Regions from separate parts of the Mus musculus genome. Here region 2 is linked to region 1. A link is a contact called in public Micro-C data. All regions are on one chromosome and are shown on one strand. The core of a region is the stretch at or near the end of the contact, and the rest is flanking DNA. Distances in the headings are between cores, read along the strand shown. Region 1 has its middle 64 kb from the start of Tiam1. Region 2 has its middle 28 kb from the start of Gm10789.

Region 1 (6,030 bases), core at 3,182-5,681:
GCGTGGCCCCATCCCTTCCACAATGGCGTTTGTGTCCATACTGGTCCATATGCACTCCTTTCTATATTTCCCAAACTTTCTGGTGGGCTCAGGCTCCATCCTTGACTGCTAACCCCTTGCTTACAGCACACCATCCCGACCTAGGCCTGCCTCACAGCCTCATGCTTGTTGGTCTCTGCCTGCAATGCTCTTCCCCAGGAAGCTGCACTGAACCCTCCACCATGGCTTCATCTCCAGCTGAAGTCTGTAGTGGTCCTGATGAAAATGTCTGTATTCTGGACTGGAGTTCGCATGTGCCTGAAAGTGACTGAAGACACGAACTGTTCCACAGCTGTGGGATACACACTTACTTATGTCTCTCTGAGTTAGTTAGAGCTTTCTTCTCGCACAGGTGGGCAGAGTCCAGGTGACAGATACATTTCAGTGCCATATACCCACGGGACTGATTCAGATCTTTGATGGGGCTGTGTTAGATGTTAACTGGGTTCCCATTACAGACCACTCTAAGGTATCCTGAAATAACCTAGGGATCCCACCCCCAGTTCCACTCCTGTTGGGAGATTCCCTACTGTTCGGGACATGACGCCCTTCCAGCTCGTGGAGCCTGTTCCTAAAACGTGAGTCTGTAATTAGTGATGGCCTGTGGTGAAGTGTACGCAGTAAACCAATCCCTATGCTTATCTTGATTTTATGGAGAACATTTAGGCCTCACAAGCCAAAAGGAGCTTCGTAGGTTTTGATTTGTTTGTTTGTTTGGTTTGGGGACTGCAGGTAACTGCAATATGATCAGTGTCCCATGATTCCTAGAGGCTGATCGATGTGAAACCTGGCAGTGTGGCTTTCATCGGCCACTTTTGTATTGCTATGGTAAGACTCTGAGCTCAGAAGTGACTTACCAAAGGAGTTTATTTTGGCTTACAGTTCCAGAGCGGGAGGAGCCTGTCATGGGCGAGCCGGAAGCCGAGTTTGTGTCTTCAGATACAAGCATGAAGCAGAGAGAGTGTAGTGGGAGCCGGGCGAGACTGTAAACTCCCAGAGCCTCAGCCCCTAGTGATGTGCTTTCTCCAGTAATGCCAAACTGCTTGTGGTCTCCTCAAATGGTACCATCAACTATGAACCAAACGCTCACTATCCAAATGGCCACACAGCTCTTTCGTGTTTTCGTCAAGGTGGTGTTTGCTCTAGTCGGATCCTCAAGGGTGTGTTTGCCTCATTTCTGACTTCTGTATGTGTACATTTGGTGCTTGCTGGGTATTAAGCAGAGAGGTTGGATCTGGAAAGACTGCCTCCTTCAGGTCCCTCTTAGCTTGTTGGAGAAGGTAGGTGTGCTCATTTACCAATGTTTATAGCAGAGACTTCACTGTGTGCCAAGGCAAGAGGGCACTGGGTGACAGCCTTGTTCATGGTGACTATGGAGATTGAGTTTCACGTTGGGGTGTTACACAGCACTTGGGGTGGATCCTGAGGGTATGTAGAGACTCATCAATTTTGGGGGGATATGATGAGGGTGTGGAAAAGCATTCTGGGGAGTGCAGGATATGGTAGACTGTGGGACTTTGGGTCAACTGGATGAGAAGACACATAGCTCAGCTGGGTTCACGTTAAGCTGACATTAAGGATGGGCTGAAGAGGGCTGAGAGCAGAGCAGTTTCTGGTGTTTCAGAGATCCTAGGTTCAGTTCTCAGCATGCACATGGCCACAGCCATCTGTGACTGTTGATCCAGGGGACTTGATACACTCTTTCTGGCCTCCATCTGCATACATGTGGTACATACATACGAGCACCCATACACATAAAAAGTAAAAGCACATGAATAAATAAATACATCTTTAGACAGAACACTGAAGAGCTTGAATTTTATAAGCAGAGCATGAAAGCACTTTAGGAAGATGCCACAGCCCATCGTTAGAGAAATCCCTCAGGGTGGATTAGAAAAGCCATCTGCTTCGAGCACCGAGAAGACACCAGGTGGCCCTGGCAGGGCTGTGGCTGTAGAATAGGTAGAGCTTGACCTGGCCACTGGCTGAGAGTCAGACACAGGAGAGGGGAGTGGCAGAGGCAGGCAGATTTCTGAGCTCGAGGCTAGCCTGGTCTACAAAGTGAGTTCCAGGACAGCCAGGGCTACACAGAGAAACCCTGTCTCAAAACAAACAAACAAACAAACAAACAAACAAACAAACAGCGGAGTCTGGGATTATAGTCCATGCGGTGGCTGAATGGGAATGAGCCCATAGGCACACTGACTGTTGGGAAGGATTAGGAGGTGTGGCCTTGTTAGAGTGGATGTGTTTCTGCTGGAGTAGGTGCATTGATAGGCGTGGGCTTTGAGGTTTCAAAAGCCATGCCTGTGTTCTTCTCTCCCTGCCATGGATCAGGCAGTGGCTCTCTCGCTTTCCCAGCACCATGTTTACCCGTGTGCTGACATGTTCTCTGCCATGGTGAGAATGGACTGTGAGAAAGCTAAGCCTACATAGCCTTAGGTTTTTCAAAACCTACTTTAGTAAGGGTTCTCAGATGCTTCGACCCCCTTCTAGTGCACTGCCCAAAGGTAGGGGAGATAAGATGTGTAATAGGACAATGTGCATGCAGACCTGATTAGAAGTAATTCTTCGTGAAGATTCCAGTCTTTGTTGTCAGGATACCAGCAGTCCAGTTCAGTAGTGTCACCACTACGTGAACCAGCAGTGGTGGCACAATCCAGCAGAAATAGCCAGGCCTCTGCCGAATTGGCACGAGTCAGTGGGGGCAGCCAGAATCAGCCGGAATGCCAGGAGAAGTTCTCTGCAGTGCCTCTCTTAACAAGAGTGAAGAAGACACAAGACCCACAAAGCGTTGCACCGCTAGCAACGGAAGTACATTGTCACCGTCTGTTGGGTCCTACTTATATTCTCTCCAAACTTCACATGTCCTTCCATGTGTCTGCTTCAGCAACACATCATCACATGACACCACCAGAAATTTCCACTTCATAAGCCCCCAATTAAATGATTCCTTTTATAAGAGTTGTGTTGGTCATGGTGTCTCTTCACAGCAATATATTAACATGGTTCTGAATCGCCAAGAAACCCATTTTTTCCTCCCTAATGGCTTAGGGGTTCCTTTGATAAAGTTGAGCCACGGGCCACTGGGAAGTAAGCTGCACAAGGGAAATGGATTCCAAGCAGAGAACACTAACATCAGAAGAGGCAGGAACAATCCTGTCCACTCAGCCTGTCCTGGCGGAGTGCAGCCACAGAGCATGGTCTTCGTGAAGCATTCTGGGAGCAGTGTGGAGCGTGGAAGGGAGACTGGCATTGAACACCCGTGTTTCTGGTTCTTGGTCTGGAAGTGGGAGAAGAAGGAAGCCTTTACACATACTCGCCCTGGACTTGGAAAGATCCACGTCAGCAGCCTTGATCTCCACGAACTGACCTCTCGGCTAGCCCACCAAGTCTGCTCAGATGATCAGTGGTCATCTCCGGAGGGAACTCACGTGTCACAGGCAAGCCATGGGATTTGTCACTGTTAACAAGACGATCGATAATACAGTGAGCTCTCCCTGCTTTTGCTGAGAATTCCTGGTCTTGCGCTAAGTACTTTGAAAAGCTGTCTTAGATGGGATGAAGATTTTTTTTCTCCCAGGTGTTCATTTTCTTCTGTCTTTGGTCTCACTGTTGGGTGATCGAAAGAGCTGTAGGATGTTCTCCATTTCCCGGGGTAGACCCCGCCTCCATGGAGCCTCTGATCACCTGGGACTTCCTCAGGGAACACTTGCAGAATCTGTCCCTTGGAGCAGTTGGCTATTTAAGCTCCGAGGCGGCTTTCTCTGAGTCCTGCGGGTGGCGTGTGTCCCCAGTGCATTCTGGAAATCCTTTGGTTTGCTTGATGCATTTGTTTGGACGTGACCTTTTTCTGGTTTCTCTTTCCTGGGCTTTTGCCCGCTGAGGAAATGATCTTCAGATCCTGTCCATCTGCACTGGTGGCAGCAGAAGAGAGATTTTCTCTTCTCTGTGGTCCAGATCCAAAGGCCAGACACCTGTCCTTCAGGGACTCGTGTTATTCTGATGGGTGTCGTTTCCTGATGTGTAGACTTAAAGATGTCTAGTTCTGTAAGTCATCAAATGTGATGTGAGACAGGGTGGGGCGGGTCCTTGGCTGATCTGAGGTGCTTTTATTGATTGTTTACTGGACACACAATGGAATGATTTCTTACCTCCATACCTCCGTCCCCAGCCGGCCCTCAGTGTTGGCCCTGTTTAGTAAGTTTTTCCTGTCTGTGCCTGATTCATCCCGAGAGCTTTGCAGATAGATCCTTTGGGAACCTTTGAGTTTGAGAAGAAAAAGGACAGCGTTTCTTTTAAGTTAATGAAAACCCTCTGCAGGAGAAACGTGTGCATGTGCTGTGTCTAGGCTGTGCTCACGGACACTTGCCCACTCCCCTGGTTGTTAAGGAGATCCATATGGGTTTGGATCAGGGTTGAAGCTCATCAGAGTTCTTCCTGTGCAGCTTTAGAGCTTTGTGGTGATTTTAGAGTAAACCCCGCAGGCTCCTGAGGGTTCTGCCCTGGAGGAACCACCGGTGGGGAGTGACGTGCAGAGGTGAGGGACCAGATCTCAGCTCTTCTTCCAGGCCTCACCATCTGCCAACTGTCACGTTTGTAGTCATCATGAGCTTGGAAGAGTGCTCCCCGAGCTCCGCTCTCATCCGCCAGGGCCGGCCAGTCCGTGCATTTCCAGGTGTTGAGATGGCTAAGCTGATGTAACCCCAGATGCTGCTGCAGGAGAGTCCAGCCGAGTCTCACTCACAACTGTGAGACTGGATCGTCACCTCATTTCCAGTCGGGTCCCTGTGGAAGGAGAACAGCTGGCCTGTCTGTTTTTTGTCTGCCTGAGGGTTCCTTAAAAAGCAGTCTGAGCTTGTGCCAAGCAGAAGAGTAGATGTGCTAGGGTCTGGCTGCGGCCAGACTGGCTTTATTGACTCTTTTGATAAAGTGGGATGGGATTCCTTTCTCAGGGGCATAAATTCATGCTAACGTGGGCATGGGGCAGGATGAATGAGACATATGGAAATAGCAAGAGATGCCGAAGCCAGGCCAGGAAGGATACCATTCAGATATGTTAGGAAATGTCCAATAGAAGCAGGAGTTTGTATTGGTTATCTTGTTTTAAAAAATGTTTTGCCATTCATTCATTCATTCATCCACCTACCCACTTATCTTATCTCTATCTATCTCTATCTATCTATCTATCTATCTATCTCTCAATGTATCTATCTGTGCACACGTGTGCCACAGCCTGACACAGGTCATCAGTGGGTAGCTTGTGGGATCAGCTCTGCTTTTCCACCCTCTGGGTTCCAGGGCTTAGACTCAGATCGCCCAGTTTGGTGGCCAGTGGCTTTTCTTGCTGAGCCGTCTAGCTGGGTCTCCTCTTAACCTTTTCAAGGCACAGATGAAGTTACTTCCTCCTGCTGTCCAGCCTTGCTGGCATCACAGAGAATCTGCTCTCCACGTGCACCAGCATGGAGCAAACCCACCTGACTCAGTGTATGTGTGCATGGTTAAATTGAATTTAATTATTATGATTTTTAAAAAGAGGGTCTCACCCTGTATTCTTGGCTGTCCTGAAATTCACCACACAGACCAGGCTGACCTTGAACTCACAGAGATACGGCTACCCCCTCCCTGAGTGCTGCAATTAGAAGTGTGCACTGCTTGTCCAGCTGTGTGTGTCAATAATTTTGAAAAGAAATTAATTTCCTCTGTACTGAGCATGTTCAAAAGTTTTCCTTGTCATTGTTTCCTGAGCAGTACAGTGTGGCTGCTGTTTATGTGCGCGCATTGTATTAGGTGCAAAAATGATCTAGAGAGAATTCAAAGTGTACAGGGGCTGGGGGTGAGTAGAGAATGTGGACAGATAGTCTGCCGTTCCATGAGAACGAGAGCCTCCTTGACTTTTGATGTTCCAGGACGGTTCTAGAACCACGTACATTCTCTCCTCCACAGAAATGGAGACGGTTCTAGAGCGAACCTCTCTCCTCCACAGATATG
Region 2 (5,563 bases), core at 2,352-4,851, 90 kb before region 1:
GACAGGAATTGGTTCCCTTTTGGGTACCTAATAACACATGTGCTTAAAAGAGAAATTTCATGAATGGAAATGTAAGCCAAGTGCTTTTCTTTCTCTGTTTATAGTATTTGTGATCAAATCCAGGGTTTTGTACACCTAGGTAGGCTTAGAACTATGCCCCCAGCTTTTGAGAATGGAAATTCAGATTTAAAAGAGGAAACGAAAAATAAAGACTCACCCATAACCCCATGATTCTTTGTGCATGCCCCCTCCCCGTGTGTGTGTTTGTGTTTGTGTTTGTGTGTGTGTGTGTGAGAGAGAGAGAGAGAGAGAGAGAGAGAGAGAGAATTAACTCCCGAGTCCTGTCTTAGCTAAGTGCTCTACCTCTGAGCCACCCCTAGCCACAGCATTGTTTAGTTACCTGTTGCTCTCTTTCAGAATTTTTATTGTGGTTAGCATGTCTGAGATACAGTGTTTCGTTGTAACCACTTTTCACGGCTGGTTCCCTGCCCCTCAGTACATGTACAAAGTAGCCATCTCCACCCTCATCTCGAGAACTTTTGTTCTTTCCAAGTGGAAGCTTGAGGTCGGTTCAGCATTAAGTCTCCAGTCCTCCCCGCTGTATGCAGCCCCCGGAAACCATCTTCCTCTCTGTCTCAGGCTTGCATGTCCAGGTCTCACATAGCTAGAGTTATACAACCTTTGCCCTTTGCTTCTGGCTCATTTTACTTGGCAACAGTATCTTCAGGTTTCGCCCATGCTGTGTCAGAATTTCCTTCCATCCTGAGGCTGAGCAGCCTTCCATTCTGTGGCTCCTTTCCTTCTCCCGCTATCTTTAAATGGACACCTGGTTGCTTCCATCCTTTAAAAAAAAAAAAAAAAAAAAGAGGGGCTGGTGAGATGGCTCAGTGGTTAAGAGCATCGACTGCTCTTCCAAAGGTCCTGAGTTCAAATCCCAGCAACCACATGGTGGCTCACAACCATCCGTAATGAGATCTGATGCCCTCTTCTGGAGTGTCTGAAGACAGCAACAGTGTACTTAGATATAATAATAAATAAATCTTTAAAAAAAATTAAAAAAAAGATTTCTATTTTATTTTGTATTTTATTCTGTGTGAGAGAGTATGTGCACACAAATGTGGGTGCCTCCGGAAGCCAGAGCCCTTGGTTTCCTGGAGCTGGCGTTGCATGTGTGTGCTAGCTCTCCAGTGTGGGTGCTGGGAACCAAGTCCATGTCCTCTGCAAGAGCAATCCAGGCTCCTAACGCCTGAGGCATCTCTCCAGCCATCTTCCCATTGGTCAGCTTCTGTGAATAATGCTTCTATCATTCAGGTGCACAACAAGTGTCCTTTCAAGTCTTTCAGGTCTTAACCCAGATATGGGGTTGGTGGATTGCAGTGGGTTCTATATCGAATTTCTGGACACACCAAGTGCTGTTTCCAGGGGTTGTGCCACAAGGACTCCGATTTCTCCACAGCCTTCTCACGCATTCCACTCCTCAACTCCCGCCTCCACCCCCCCCTTGCTTTGATGATGACCATCTGAGTGGCTGTGCAATGATATCACATTGTGACTTGATTTGCATGTCCCTTGTGATCAGGGATAACAGGCTGAGTATCATTTCAAGTCTTTTGTGATTATTTCACAGGGTACTGTGTCCTTTTCATAGCTGTCACTGTGTCCTTACTCTCCTGAGTAGAATCACATCTCCACACGAGTATGTTCAATGGATGTTTCTTAATTCCCACCAATCATTATTAATTGGGTTGGTGTTAGAGTGAAATGCGGAGGTGGAGGTGTATTTCAGACTTCAATGGTGAGTGATGTATTCATTGAAAATCCCCACTACCCATAATCCTCCATGTCTGGTTTCTAGCAGAAGCTTGTCAAGAGTACCATGGGGACATGCACACCGTGCACACTCCTGGATTCTAAGCAGCAGTTCTGGGGTTACAGTGAAATGAGAGGTGTCTTCGGGAAGGCCAGCTACAACTTTTCTTTACATAGCTCCGTTGCTTGGTGCAGTGGTCGAGGACTTTGAAGCAGTTTAGAAGAGGCTTATCTTGTTTTATTTAGGAGATGTGGTGGAGAAGGCATGGTGGCAGGGAGAACTGGTGTGACTGCCCACACCTCAGCAAATCAAGGGCAGAGAAGTTGACTCGGAGCCACTAAATAGACCTCAAAGCCTGTTTCTTTAGTGGCCCACATCCTCCAGCCAGACTTCATCATGTCGAGACTCACAACCTCCCGAGGCAGTGGCACGAGGTGGAGACTGTGTCCGATCGAATGGACCTGAGATTTCTTACATTAAAGCCATAACAGCATCTATGCTGAGAGGATGGAGGGTACAGGACCGCTGTGGGTGACAGTGTGACTGTCAGCGAGCAGGTTGAGAGCTCGCTCTGCTCGCTGAATGTTAGAGCCGCGTCGTTGACATCACCTTACTTGTCTCCTGTGAGCCATGGTGGATGGGCTTACTTTGTGTCTTTTCTTGAAATGGGAACATTTATTTATTTCATCAGAATGGTGTTACTGGGGCAGTTGTTTTCTAGATTATTCCTGAAGGCCAACAAGCCACATGTCAGTCCACTGGAGCCAGAGAGGCATTTTTAGAAGGTGGCATGGATGTGGTCCATGCCTGGCTCTGTCCCATGCCCATAGCTTTGAGCATGTTGCTCTACCCAAGAGTCAGGCCCTCTTTGTTCACACATTGGTGATGATACTGGCTCTTGTAGATTGCTTTTGAGAAAAATAAAGGGAGTGATTAATGAGGGTGTTAGTTTCCTAAGCCACAATTTGGTGATCAAAAACAATGCTAACGTTCTTTCCCAGGTCTGAGGCCAGATGTCCAATGTTGATGCAAGGTGCTGGCAAAAGCTCGTGGGCTCTCCCAGGGTTTTAGGCGGGGATCCAGTCTTTGCTGCTCCCAGCTGCCTGTCATGAGCGGCAACATCTCTTTCCTTTTTGCATCTTAGAGTTTAAACTATCAAGAAAGGCAGATTGACAGGTGGCAGCCAGATTGCTTTCATTTACTAATCTTTATGTGAATACAAGCTCTTGGGAGGAAAAGGACGACTCGAAGAGGCAGTGAAGGCCGAAAGCTCAGGCTGTGTGCTGCGTTCTGTCCTCTTCAGTGCTGGGGATCGAGCCCAGACCTGGAGTGTGCTGGCACACACTCCACAGTAGGGCGGCATCCTGCAACTGCAAATGGGTGCGTTCTGAGAAGTGCATTGGAACTGTGGCCTCTGAGCACAGCATTGTACTCGTGGGACTCGGCAGAAGGCCTGGCTGAGGGGGAGCCTAGCACCTATTGCCTGATAGTGCTGTGTCATCTGCTGCTGCCTAGTTTATTTCCAGTGGGTCATGCTGTGTAGGTACTAATATGGTGTATTGTTCTTTTTTTTTTAAAAAAATGTATTTCTTTATTTTGTATGTGTGTCGGTGTATCAGAAGACAGCCCACGGGACTTGGTTCTTCTTTCCCATGTGTGGGTCCCAGGGATTGAACTCAGGGCGTCAGTGTTAGCAGCAAGTCCCTTTATCTGTTTAGCCATCTCACCAGCCAGTTCGTTGAGTTTCGAAAGGCTAAGATTTGAGATTAGTGGCTCCGATGATGAGGCAAGAGGTTAATCACACCGAGGGACTTGCCTTTGTTGGGCAATCCTAGGGAGTGGTTCAGCCCCACTGTCCCCATGGGACTGCAGACACACCAAATAGTGTTTCTCCCAGTACACAGCCGGCATTTTGGAAAGTCTTCAAATAATGGCCGTGAGTGGGAGCCTTGCTGTCATTTCTGTCAAGTGAATTGCTACACGGAAATTCTGGTCTCATTCTGCAGAATTCCTGGTTTTTTGTCTGGGGTGTGCTGGAGGTGGAGGGCTGGCGGCTGGTATACTTACTAATTTCACATGGCCCTTTCCAGTTCTGGAACAGACTCATTCGTTAAATCCCACAAGTGCATGTTTGCGGGGTACCTGGCTATGTTAGGGGCTTTCTCTGGAAAGGGACTAGGCAGTAAGTATTCAGTATATCTATTGAATTGTAACAAGAACTCTCCATCTGCTCAACACACTGGAGACCAAAGCTGGTGAATGAATATAGGGCTATTCAAAAGCCAGACCCGAGGAGACTATTCAGGCCGGGCGGTGGTGGCACACACCTTTAATCCCAGCACTCGGGAGGCAGAGGCAGGCAGATCTCTGAGTTCAAGGCCAGCCTGGTCTACAGAGTGAGTTCCAGGGCAGCCAGAGGTACACAGAGAAACCCAGTCTTGGGGGGAAAAAAAAATCTATTCAGGAGTTTTCAGGATGCAAAGATGTATTATTTGTTTAAAGAATTATTTATTTTTATTCATCGTGTGTTTGTCTGCTTGCTGTGTACGTGTGTGCCAAGGCGTGTGTGTGTGTGTGTGTGTGTGTGTGTGTGTTTGTCAGAGGACAGATTGTAGGAGTTCTTGGGATCTAACTCAAGTCCTTCTCGAGGAGAAGAAGTCTTAGAGAAAGAGGGAGGGAGCTACAGTGAGACAGAGCGTGAAGCCCACGCACCAGATGACATCATCCTCACCTCTGGCCCTCATAATGGACTTCCATCCCTTGCCTCTTTTTTTTTTTTTGGTTTTTGAGACAGCCCTGGCTGTCCTGGAACTCACTTTGTAGAACAGGCTGGCCTCGAACTCAGAAATTCGCCTGCCTCTGCCTCCCGAGTGCTGGGATTAAAGGCGTGCGCCACCATGCCCGGCTGATCCCTTGCCATTTTAACTTGAACCTAAGGAAAGGCTTCTCTTCCACAAGACAACGAGGAAAGGTATAAGGCAGAGGGAGGGGGAGCAGGAGTCATTCTTAAATGAACCCCAGTTCTACAGTGGGGATCAGTTATGAGTACTATCAGAACCCCTTCGGGGCAGTTTGGTGACGCACAGACGGCTGAGTTGCTAGCAGTCGGTCATTGCGTAGGTTTCGGTGGCTGTGACAGCGTCCAACAGCTTCCGTGTTGATGCTGAGATCCAGGGTCCGTGCTCTGAGCGGCCCTGTGCTTGGGGATCACGGTGGAGAGTAACGCATCCGAGAGTTTAGAGGGGGCTTCTCAGCTGGGCTCAGAGCCTGCATGGGATTCCTCTAACGTGAACAAAGGGTGGGCATTGCAGGCCCACTCTGGAAGGCCAAACTGGTAGGGCTCACTTTGGAGATCTGACCGCTGGGTAGATTGTGACGAAAAGGGAAAGCAGGCATAGTCTTCTGACAGTGCCACTTGACACGGTCATCTACCAAGTTCACACTGAAAATGGTATTGTCAGGGCTGGCAAGATGGCTCAGTGGGTAAGGTACTTCACCATCAAGTGTGACAACCATCCCTGAGACCACATGGTAGGAGGAGAGATCTGACTCCTAAGGCTGACCTCTGACCTTCACATGCATGCTGTGAAAACACTCACACACACACACACACACACACACACACTCACACACACTCACACACACACACACACTCACACACACACACACTCACACACACACACTCACACACACACACACTCACACACACTCACACACACACTCACACACACACACACTCACACACACACACAC

What was found. Hi-C and Micro-C count contacts between places; a contact is called where the count stands out from the background.
Region 2: a contact with region 1 is called in a Micro-C map of the AtT-20 cell line, with 1.8 times the contacts expected there. The contact joins two enhancer-like sites. A contact is called at or near these places in 22 of 484 Hi-C or Micro-C datasets (8-cell embryo, the AtT-20 cell line, the HPC-7 cell line and 7 more), 3 of 115 datasets of contacts at active chromatin or transcription factors (embryonic stem cells, extraembryonic endoderm stem cells and trophoblast stem cells) and 1 of 9 other capture datasets (embryonic stem cells).

Annotation. Positions count from the first base shown.
Region 1 is chr16:90,021,667-90,027,696 of GRCm38.p6, reverse strand. It overlaps a transcript of Tiam1 not described here. Among named protein-coding and RNA genes, the nearest start is that of Tiam1, 64 kb to the right of the region's middle. Within about 2 kb of position 4,431, at least 11 of the 459 cell types and tissues checked have an H3K27ac peak or open chromatin away from gene starts, as enhancers often do. A contact at or near this core is called in the AtT-20 cell line, where this site is marked.
Region 2 is chr16:90,111,044-90,116,606 of GRCm38.p6, reverse strand. It overlaps a transcript of Tiam1 not described here. Among named protein-coding and RNA genes, the nearest start is that of Gm10789, 28 kb to the left of the region's middle. Within about 2 kb of position 3,601, at least 34 of the 459 cell types and tissues checked have an H3K27ac peak or open chromatin away from gene starts, as enhancers often do. A contact at or near this core is called in the AtT-20 cell line, where this site is marked.